2 separate regions of the Zea mays genome follow, and region 2 is linked to region 1. A link is a contact called in public Hi-C data. All regions are on one chromosome and are shown on one strand. The core of a region is the stretch at or near the end of the contact, and the rest is flanking DNA. Distances in the headings are between cores, read along the strand shown. Region 1 has its middle 120 kb from the start of LOC103646611. Region 2 has its middle 260 kb from the start of LOC103646611.

What was found. Hi-C and Micro-C count contacts between places; a contact is called where the count stands out from the background.
Region 2: a contact with region 1 is called in a Hi-C map of tassel, with 2.2 times the contacts expected there. The contact joins two enhancer-like sites. A contact is called at or near these places in 3 of 25 Hi-C or Micro-C datasets (ear, endosperm and tassel).

What each region holds. Positions count from the first base shown.
Region 1 is chr2:79,482,529-79,487,291 of Zm-B73-REFERENCE-NAM-5.0, forward strand. No RefSeq gene overlaps it. Among protein-coding and RNA genes, the nearest start is that of LOC103646611, 120 kb to the left of the region's middle. Within about 2 kb of position 3,318, at least 8 of the 20 cell types and tissues checked have an H3K27ac peak or open chromatin away from gene starts, as enhancers often do. A contact at or near this core is called in ear and tassel, where this site is marked.
Region 2 is chr2:79,622,628-79,627,664 of Zm-B73-REFERENCE-NAM-5.0, forward strand. No RefSeq gene overlaps it. Among protein-coding and RNA genes, the nearest start is that of LOC103646611, 260 kb to the left of the region's middle. Within about 2 kb of position 3,359, at least 18 of the 20 cell types and tissues checked have an H3K27ac peak or open chromatin away from gene starts, as enhancers often do. A contact at or near this core is called in ear and tassel, where this site is marked.

The sequences.
Region 1 (4,763 bases), core at 2,068-4,567:
CCCTAGCTGCCCCTGGACCGTGGCAACAACCAGGCGCATGCGGTCGGGTGCCCAACCCCCCATCATGCACGCGCAGGTGCATGAATGCAAATTCTATTTTTTATAGATCTGATAAGTATGGCAGATCGTGAGAGTTTTCATTACATGTGCATAAATTTTAGATAATATTTTTGTTTCCACTGCATACGCACAAAAATTGGATGGCTCTGTAAATCTAAGATCACTCCAACAGTCATGCAACTAGGCTCGTTAGAACCAGTTTATGGTATATACTGATATTAATTATGTTATATGGTGTAGTTATTTATGCAATTTGGTACACTGCATAAAAATCTGTTTTCTGCTACATGCGCACAAATTTATGATGGCAGGAATGTGTGATGAAAAGAAATGGATTGGCATAAATATAAGATCGCTTCAACAGTCATGCAGTTAGACTCGTTACAACCAGTTTATAATATATATTGATACTAATTATGCTACACTATGTAGGTATTTATGTAATACGGTACACTGCATAAAATTCTGGCATACGCTTCACTGGTGGCAGAGGTATGTAAAATACCCGCAGTTATGAACGTAAAATACCCGCAGTTATGAACGTAAATACTGATCCAACATGAAAGCTTTTGAAAACCTCTTGATGTTACCAGAGATATGTATACAAAGTGACAAAAATATGTACACGATTGTATGTTGTCTTTCCACTAGGAAGATGCATTCAGACGCGTCCCCCACCAGACGCATGCATGCGGTCCCATCTTTATGGTAGATCTGAAAAATATGGCAACCACTACGCACATGCATGTGGTTTCTATTTTTATTCCGATCCGAAAATTATGGCATATCGTGAGAGTTTCTATTGCATACGCAAAAAAAATGAATGGCATTTTCGTTCCCATAGCATACACGCAAAATTTGGATGGCTAATATCGCGCAAAGCATAAATCATTATAGAAAATTGTATAAATAGCTACACCGTACATTATAATTAATAAAAAAAATTATATTATAGGCTCAACCAATATCCGCATGCATAAACAAAGAATTAGAGGAGGTCATCGCCGGAGGACGCCGCCGAGGCCACCGGGTTGAAGGAGTTGATCACCCAAAAACGCCTGAACCGCCGTGTAGACCGTTGACCTAGCAGCCCGCATCTCGCCCGACTGTCATCATCGCCGGAGCCACCTGCGCCCAGCGTGGCAACCACCGCCCGAGACGGCCGCGCCTCAAGGGGCACTGCCGCCACTCGCTCGCCTCATGCCCCCACCGCTCACGTGCCTCGTGGGTCGGCGTCCCTCGTCCTCTATGTTAAAAAAAATACCTTAATACTATATGCATCTTCAAATCTCATGATCAGTTTGTCATACAAAATGCTCCGTAACGATAGAAATGACCCTGGGAAAAATATTTTATAACATAACTCATACGTGAAGAAACAAAAAGGCTCGTCAATGGTGTGATCTGATACAGTTTAACTTTTTTTCCTCTCTAGCTTAACTCAAAGGCGCAGAATACAACGTTAACTTCGAATTTCTATCTGTTTCGATTTCTCGTTAATTTCTATCTGTTTTTATTTTAAAATATACAATATTTTTATAATAACATATGGTAATCTCCTTCGTCTCTATTATCGTACAGCACCAGTTGTTTTTATTTCCACCGCAATTCATTTTGCAAAAAAAAGTTTTTATATTATTTAACCCATGTTTCAAACATCTCCTTCTGGGATTACAACCTTGGTTATTGCCTTCACATTCACAGCCACCTAATTAATAAAGATCTAAATATCCCCTTCTTGTTTTATGTAAAATTAAGATAAAAATTATATATATAAGGATTTGAATCTTAATTATTGGTTTCACATTCACAACCACTTAACCAACAAATTAAACACATATATTTTTGTGTTTTATTCAAACGGAGTTTAATTAAATGAAATGATATATAGAAACAGTAGCAATACAGGTGCATATGACTAATTGACTTTAATAAACACATCGACATACATTATGTCAGACCACAATAATAATTATAGTACATGCGGGCAGGGCCGGTCCTGACATTTCAGGGGCCCTAAGCGAAAATCTATATGAAGGCTCTATATGAAGATTTAAATCTACTATTTTTTAACTTTTAAATAATATCTGAAAAATAAAAGAAGTTGATAATTTACATAATTTTATTCAAAATGATATGACTGGAGACACTGTTACAATATTTTATGAGTTGTAAAATTATACAAATTATGTAATATAACTCTGCATTTGGTTTGACTTTTGAGAGCAAATATTTTTACTTTTAATTTGTCAAACTAACATAAACCTTAAAATGCACGGTAAACCAAAGCTAAATACATTAGAGCAATTTTTTGAAAACAAAGTTCAACAAACTAAACAATGATTAAACAACATAGGTTATTAGGGTCGGCGTAGGCTAGAATTAAGCAACGCGACAAGCACAAGTGTACATCACCTTCCATCCTTCTCACGTCAATCAATATTTAGTATTCGTCCAAACAAACTGTTGCACGACCTTAAAGGGATGATTGCCATAAAATCAAAGAGACACAACAAAAGAACGAGAATAGAGATTTATCTGTAACGTATATGTATTTGATATAAGCTGAATAAACGGGTGCCCTATGAACCTTAGGGGCCCTGAGCGGTTGCATACCCTATATACCCTCAGGGCCGGCCCTGCATGCGGGGGCTGGGAGGCAAGTGCTAGAACATAAGGCTGACCGCAGCGGCTGCCGCTCGCGCGCGCGCTCCCTTGCATGGGGGCTACAACCGCACGCTAGAGCCCGCAGCGCCGCCCTCTACTGCGCACCCCACGCCGTGGTACTCCTCTCTCTCCCCCTAGCTGCAGCGCGCGCTCTCTCCCCCTACCACTGTTCCTGTGGGCTCGTCTTCAATTAATAGTAGAAGAAAAATTGATAGTAGATGAAAAGTAGGTATAGAAAATGATATTTTATATTGTAGTGGGGTATAAGGGGAGTATTTAGGGGAAACCACTGCGGGAGATGAAAAAGTAGGGGATACACTATTGATGATGTGATCCAGAAAAGTGATATAGGGAGAAAAATTTAGAGGGAACCGCTGCGGATAGCCTAAGGCCTCACTACGTGGGCCAACATTGCTCCATGAATCCATGATAGCGCGCCATGCGGTCACGGCGTCACGCGCACGAACTACTCGTTCCTTTCTAGACGTGGCCTGGCTCGCACCGGCAAAGCGAGTTGCCAATGCCCCAGGCTTTACATCTGCAACAGCAGTTACGCGCGTACTCATGCAGACAGGCTATGAATGCGAGAGCTGTTTGGTTGTCCACTACCAACAGCTTTAGCTATCAGTCTATCACATGGCATACATCCGCGCGTCCTTCTGCACGGAGCGTTTAATTTTCCGCACGCCGAGAGCCTGGCCTGAGGATTGCTTTTGCATCAACCTGGCTCGGGGGCTAAACCAGGCATCCGATCATGCATCAATTACATCGCCGGACGCCCAGGCCTGTTTCGACAATACGCCGCTAATATCTAGTTCAGCAGATCGTACATATAGTTATACAAAATATTATTTTATATTGTAGATAATAGTGTTCACAAACAGTCTGATTGGATACCTGCACATAAGCGCGCGGGCTCCCGCGAGGGTGGCGGTATGGATACGCTAGTTTTGGGCGCTTCTGTAGATGCAAGTGAAATAACTTATGTTGCATCTGTTCATGCAGACCACGTCTCTCGTGTACAGGTAACCAAACAGAAGCTCACATAAAGTCAACGCACACGATGATACAGAATAAGATGATGCGGACAACCAATCAAGCAGACAGTGAAGCTTTAAATAGTAGGTGAGATCAATGGCAGACGCATGACTGAAATTAAGGATATACTAGCTAGTGTAACAAAACAAAGCATATATGTAGTACATGAGTAGCAATAAAACATTATGTAATAAACATGTAAATGTTGGATCTTTTATGGGCTTCGTCTATTTAATCAATAAACTCTATGCTGTGTAATTGTGGATAATATCAATAGTACCATATTGAAATTTCAAGGGTCGTTGGCTTGACTTATATGGTGAGAATTATTCCACTTAATTTGAGAAGTCAAGAAACGAACAAGTGTGTGCCACACGCGCGCACCGCCGCTGGCGGCCGGGCTGGGCCGGGCCTTCAGCTTCTCTTCCGCGAAAGGTTAAAAGGGGAGAACTCCTGTCGCTTGGGAACGAGTGTAGAACTCTTTCAGAATCATAGTCCAGCAGCAAGTACGGGTATTCCCATCTCGTAACTCTACGCGCACAGAGGAGCGAGAGGGCAGGTGCCTCCGAAGCCCTTGCCGTTCGAGACCTTGCACGGGGGATCGGCAATTAGGTTTTTGGAGAGCGTCTACGCGACTGCCCGAACATCACGACATGACAAGAGAAGTTGGACAAGGATCATGATTCTCAGAGCGCATAGGAGGGTATGATCATTTTAGCTCCTTACCGTTTTACGTTTTCTAGATTATATATGTTTCATACGTTCATCTCTACTGTTTTGTATGTAGCCATGAATTTATCCAATCTGTTCTATAATATCATATCATGACATTTCTAGTGCATGTTCATGTAGTATTATACCAAATCTGTTTTTTTAATTTTACAGTCATGATGTTTATGTTGCTATCTATTTATTTTCAGTTGTTCCGTCATGATGCATGTACCATGTTTATATGCTTATTATATTTATATGATTCATATGTTTTATGTTCTCATGTT
Region 2 (5,037 bases), core at 2,109-4,608, 140 kb after region 1:
CTGTATCTGATATCCAAACTATACTATCTGGATCCGAATCCAAAATCCGGATATGCTGTTGATATCCGAAAAACTATCTAACCTGATAATTGGCCTTTTTGGATGGTCATCTGCTCGGATAATATCTGTATAGTTTACACCCCTAACTGGGACCAGTAGGCTTGCGCTAAGAGGACACGATCAAGAAGTTCTTCTAGAACTGACTGGCCTCTTCGCTTGTCACACCCAGATTTAAGGGTAAACCCGGGCGCGTCTCAAATGTGTGCTAGGATCAAGTCTCACACATATGATGATTCATAGTATAGAAATCAATGTCACATCTTTATTATTTTCGGCGTTTCGACCCCGGGGGGTCCCTGGACCGACGAGTAAATTTGTCGTTGCGTGTCCCAGCCCGGATGGGTTGGCGCGAGATGGAACACAAGGGAGAAACGTGGCTCGTGTTATCCCGCGCCAGGGGGGTGTGCTCGTAGTAGGGGTTACACGCGTTCGCGAGAGAGAGAGTGTGAGCCTGTTCGTTAGCTCGTTCTCCCGCGTGACCTTTTGCATGAAGCCCTGAACCTCCCTTTTATAGATGCAAGGAGGGGGTCCAGATGTACAATGGGGGGTGTAGCTAGGCGCTAACGTGTCTGGCAGGGAAGTGCCTGAGCCCTGTGTACATGCCAACGTGGCTGTCGGAGAAGTGCTTGAGCCCTGCGTAGGCGATAACGTGGCCGTCGGAGAAGTGCTTGAGCCCTGTAGAAGCACAGCTGTCGGTGCTGCTGGGATCTTGCTGACGTCTCCTTGCTTCCGTAGGGGGCTGAGAACCACCGTCGTCATGGACGCACGCGGGGAGCCATCATTACTTGTCACCGGGGCGAGCCAGATGGGACGCCGGTCTTGTTCCCCCGTAGCCTGAGCTAGCTAGGGGTAGGGTAATGATGTATCTCCCGTGGCGCGGTCGGTCCGAGCCCAAGGTCGGGCGAGGCGGAGACTTCTCTTGAGGCCGAGGCCGGGGTCGGGTGAGGACGTGATTCCTCCCGAGGCCGAGGTTGAGGCCGAGCCCTGGGGTCAGGCGAGGCGGAGACCTCCTTCCGAGGCCGAGGCCTAAGGTCGGGCGAGGCCGAGCTTCCTGTTGCGCCCGAGGCTGAACTTGGATGTTGTCAGCCTCACCCTGGTGGGTGGCACAGCAGTCGGAGCGGGGCGAGCGACGCTGTTTTCCTGTCAGGTCGGTCAGCGAAAGGGTGAAGTGACTGCGGTCACTTCGACCTTGCCGACTGAGGCACGTGTGTCAGGATAAGGTGTCAGGCGATCCTCGCATTGAATGTGCCTGCGATACGGTCGGTTGGAGAGACGATTTGGCCAAGGTTGCTTCTCGACGAAGCCTGCTCGAGTTGGGCCTCGGGCGTGCCGAGGGTGCGTCCAATGCCTGAGGAGGCCCTCGGGCGAGACGTAACTTCGTCCGGGACTATAGTTCCCGCCCGAGGCTGGGCTCGGGCGAGGCGAGATCACGCCCCTTGGTAGACGAAGTCTTGACCTGAATCGTGCCCATCAGTCTCTGCAGCTTGTGCTGATGGTGGTTACGAGCCGTGTTTAGGAGTGTTGGGGGTACCCCTAATTACGGTACCCGACAATTATATAATAGGGGTTCTGTACAAAATAGCTAAATAATTACATCATATGACGACAACAATCTTCCGCAACCATAATTGACTGGGAGACGACGGCCTAGACCTCTCCGGGCTCATTGTAGCATCCTTCATGCTTCTCATCTTGTGGTACCTATTCTTGACCTGGTGTGATTATATCAAGAGTGAGCTCACATACGTTCATCGCTCAGCAAGTGTGGGGAATAATGTGCATGAGCTCACTTACGGTGAGGACTCATATAAAGTGTAAGACTTAACAAGCAAAATGGTTAAGGCTGAGCATTGCTTTTAATAAATTGTTCAAAATTTTATTAGCAATTACTAAGTATAAGTGTATACCAGCCCAACTAAATAATTGATCACAATTAATAATAAATTCCACGATGCAATGCAAATGACATGTTAAGTTTAATTCTATAAATTACTCATGTGAAGGTCTGAGCCGCTCTTGATCGTGAGCACGACTGATATACCAGTTTTACACTCTACACAGGTTGCACATCTTTACCCACAAGACATGTTCCCTTTGTCGCCTCAGGTTGGTCGGGCCCTTAAACACTTTCAAGGTGAGTAGGTGAGGGTACACTGCGAGGCCTTTCCAAAGTTTCACTAGCATGAGAGAACCAACTACAGTTTCAGACAGAAGGAAGCGATATAGGAATCCCTCGTTCGAAAATCCATCGGAGTACGATCGTCCCGAGAACCTCCCTATACCAACAACTTCCCCACCGAGCTTGCCCCTTTCGAGAAAGGGTTAACTAACACTAGCTTTCCTAATTAATCAGCCAAGGGTATCCCATTCTACCCTTGTGGTAGCACTGTTTTCTTGGGTGGTCGCTCCATGTTCCAATTAACATAATAATCTTATCATGAAAAATAATTGAGCCAACAATAATAATAAAGCATGATCATAGTTCAGATATAATATTGATCCTAAAACCAGGTAGAGCAATAGCAAGACTACCAAATAGATCATTTGTTTGCAAGGTGTAGGGTGAACAAACTAGGCAACCTATTAGGTTCCATTAGCTTAACTTAACATTTTACGGTGATTATCAGAAACATTATTAAGTAAAGAAAGTGATCAAGGGTACAACTTGCCTTATACTTGCAAATCCAAGGACTCCTCAAATTTGGACTTCCGGTTCCTCGTGACTTCACTCCTAGTCGTAGCAATACATACAAATAATTAGATAATGGATATAATAACATTACACTAAAACATGAAAACAAACTGTGTGATAATATTATACACGTCGAGATGAAACCGTAGTTCGAGAATCACTAAATTTGGAGTTAAAATGGATTAGTTATAAATTTTCTGAGATTCTAGAATTATTTTATACTAAAATAAATTTCTATATTTATTTTATATTTTCTAGATAAAATATGAACGATGGGTTTGATATTCTAAAGGTTCCAGGTCAAACTCATAAAGTTTTGGACACAGTGAGGATATTTGCATTGAGGTGGACTGCGGGTTGGTTACTTTAACAAAAACGCCATGACCGAAGGGGTATCATGTTATATCAGCCGTACGATCGCGATTTGGTGGCTGAAATCCGATCGGCAGGATTATGAAATGGTATCAATTACAGCCCTCAGATCCCGACTTAACGACTCATATTAAATCCCTTTTTAAACCGAACTGGTACCCTATATCGACGGTTGGATCTCGATCCAACGATCTGGGTTAAGCCTCACCAAATGTGTCGCCATTTTCAATCAGAGCCACACATCTAAGATTCAGCGGCTCCTATTCTTCTTCCCCAACCCAACCGAAACACGGCGGCGCCCTCCCCACCGCGGCGGCACCCACGCTGGTGAACAGCAACCCGGCTCTATGGTAACTATTTGCCCCAACCGAAACGTGCTACGCGGAGAGGAGACATTGGCAAATAAGGTTCATGGTATGTCACCAGTGGTTGGGAATGCGAAGCTAGCTGCCCACGCGGCATGGCAGGTCTGTAGCGGAGCCTTGTCTCCGGCGAGCAATTCGTACGGGGATAGTGGTCTTCTCCGCCCGACAACACCGCGAAGGGTTCGCACACGATCTGGCGATCATCCTCGACCACACCGCACACACAAGATGACAACGGAGATGCGGGACCACGACGGTGGCCATCATCCTTGTGCGGCGGATCCACGGCGAGCAGTTCTAGGGTCATCGAGGCCTCCCGCGCCCAGCAGTTTCCTCGGACGCGAACCACGCATGCGATGCTCCTCAGCCTCCACGCATGCTCTGAACGACGACGTCCGCGAGCGAATCGCTCGTCGTCTCTCCTTCTCTCCCGGCTCGGCTCCCACGGCACACAACTCTCTGCTTCCTTTCTCATGCTGCGGACGAGGGATGAACTCGATGGGAGAAAGGGGAGGGGAGACCGTGATACTTATAACTGAGGAGATCTAGTTCGGGGCGGAGGAGAAACACCTAGGCATTGCAGAGTTGGTTATTGGGATCCATGGCCGGCGGTTACACGAGCTTGCGCCGTGGTAAACGAAACACCTGACAAACCTGGCCCACATAGCAGCGCTGCCAACTAGACGTGAGCACGGGAAGTGCCGACAAAGCGGCCCCACCAGTCGGTGTGGTAGCCAATACGGGGTCCAAGGGCGCAAGCGGTGGAGGTGAGGCCGACGCTAGGGACCCACTTGTCGGCGAAAGTCTGAGTTGGGCTAGCGTGGGGAGGTAAAAGGAGGTTGGGCCACGCTGATTCGACTGGGACGCGCGGACAGGATTCTAAGGGAAACGGGCCGAGAAAGAGTGGTTTCGGCCCAGAACAGGTATTTTTCTTTTATTTTCTTTTATTTCTGTTTTCAATTTAAAATTCGGTTTTGAATTTACACATAAATGCACAAACAAACTTCGGCATGGTATGCAAGTTATATTTATAGGAATTATTTATTTATTGTCATATTTAGGAAATACTTCTAAATATGCAATTCGCAAACAAGAGTTTTATTTTGAGAAAATAGCCTTTTAAATGTTTAATCCAACTTAAAATCCAATCGTTATTACTTATTTATGTTGAGAGAACATAATCTCTAATAAGAATACTTTAGTTTAAATATTTAGAAAAGATTTCTAAATATAAAGTATTTTTAATTCATGTGAGCATTTTCTTTATTCAATCACTTTCATTTTAATTTTTTGGATGATGTTTTCCCCTAGATCCCAAATTTAAGGTTTTTTTGGGGTGTTACATCGCTGCTGCGGGGATATATTTGCAGCGCGAACCAGGGTCTTCCACTTGTTCTGGTTCATCGATCAGCAGAATTTCAAAGTGTGTTCGAAGGCTAAAAAGGAAATGAGAAATGCACACATACCATCACGAGGCTTGGCAGTTCGCATCATCGTCCATTTTTCTTGTGTAAGCTCTCACCTTTCTGCAGAATTCCTTAATTGCCG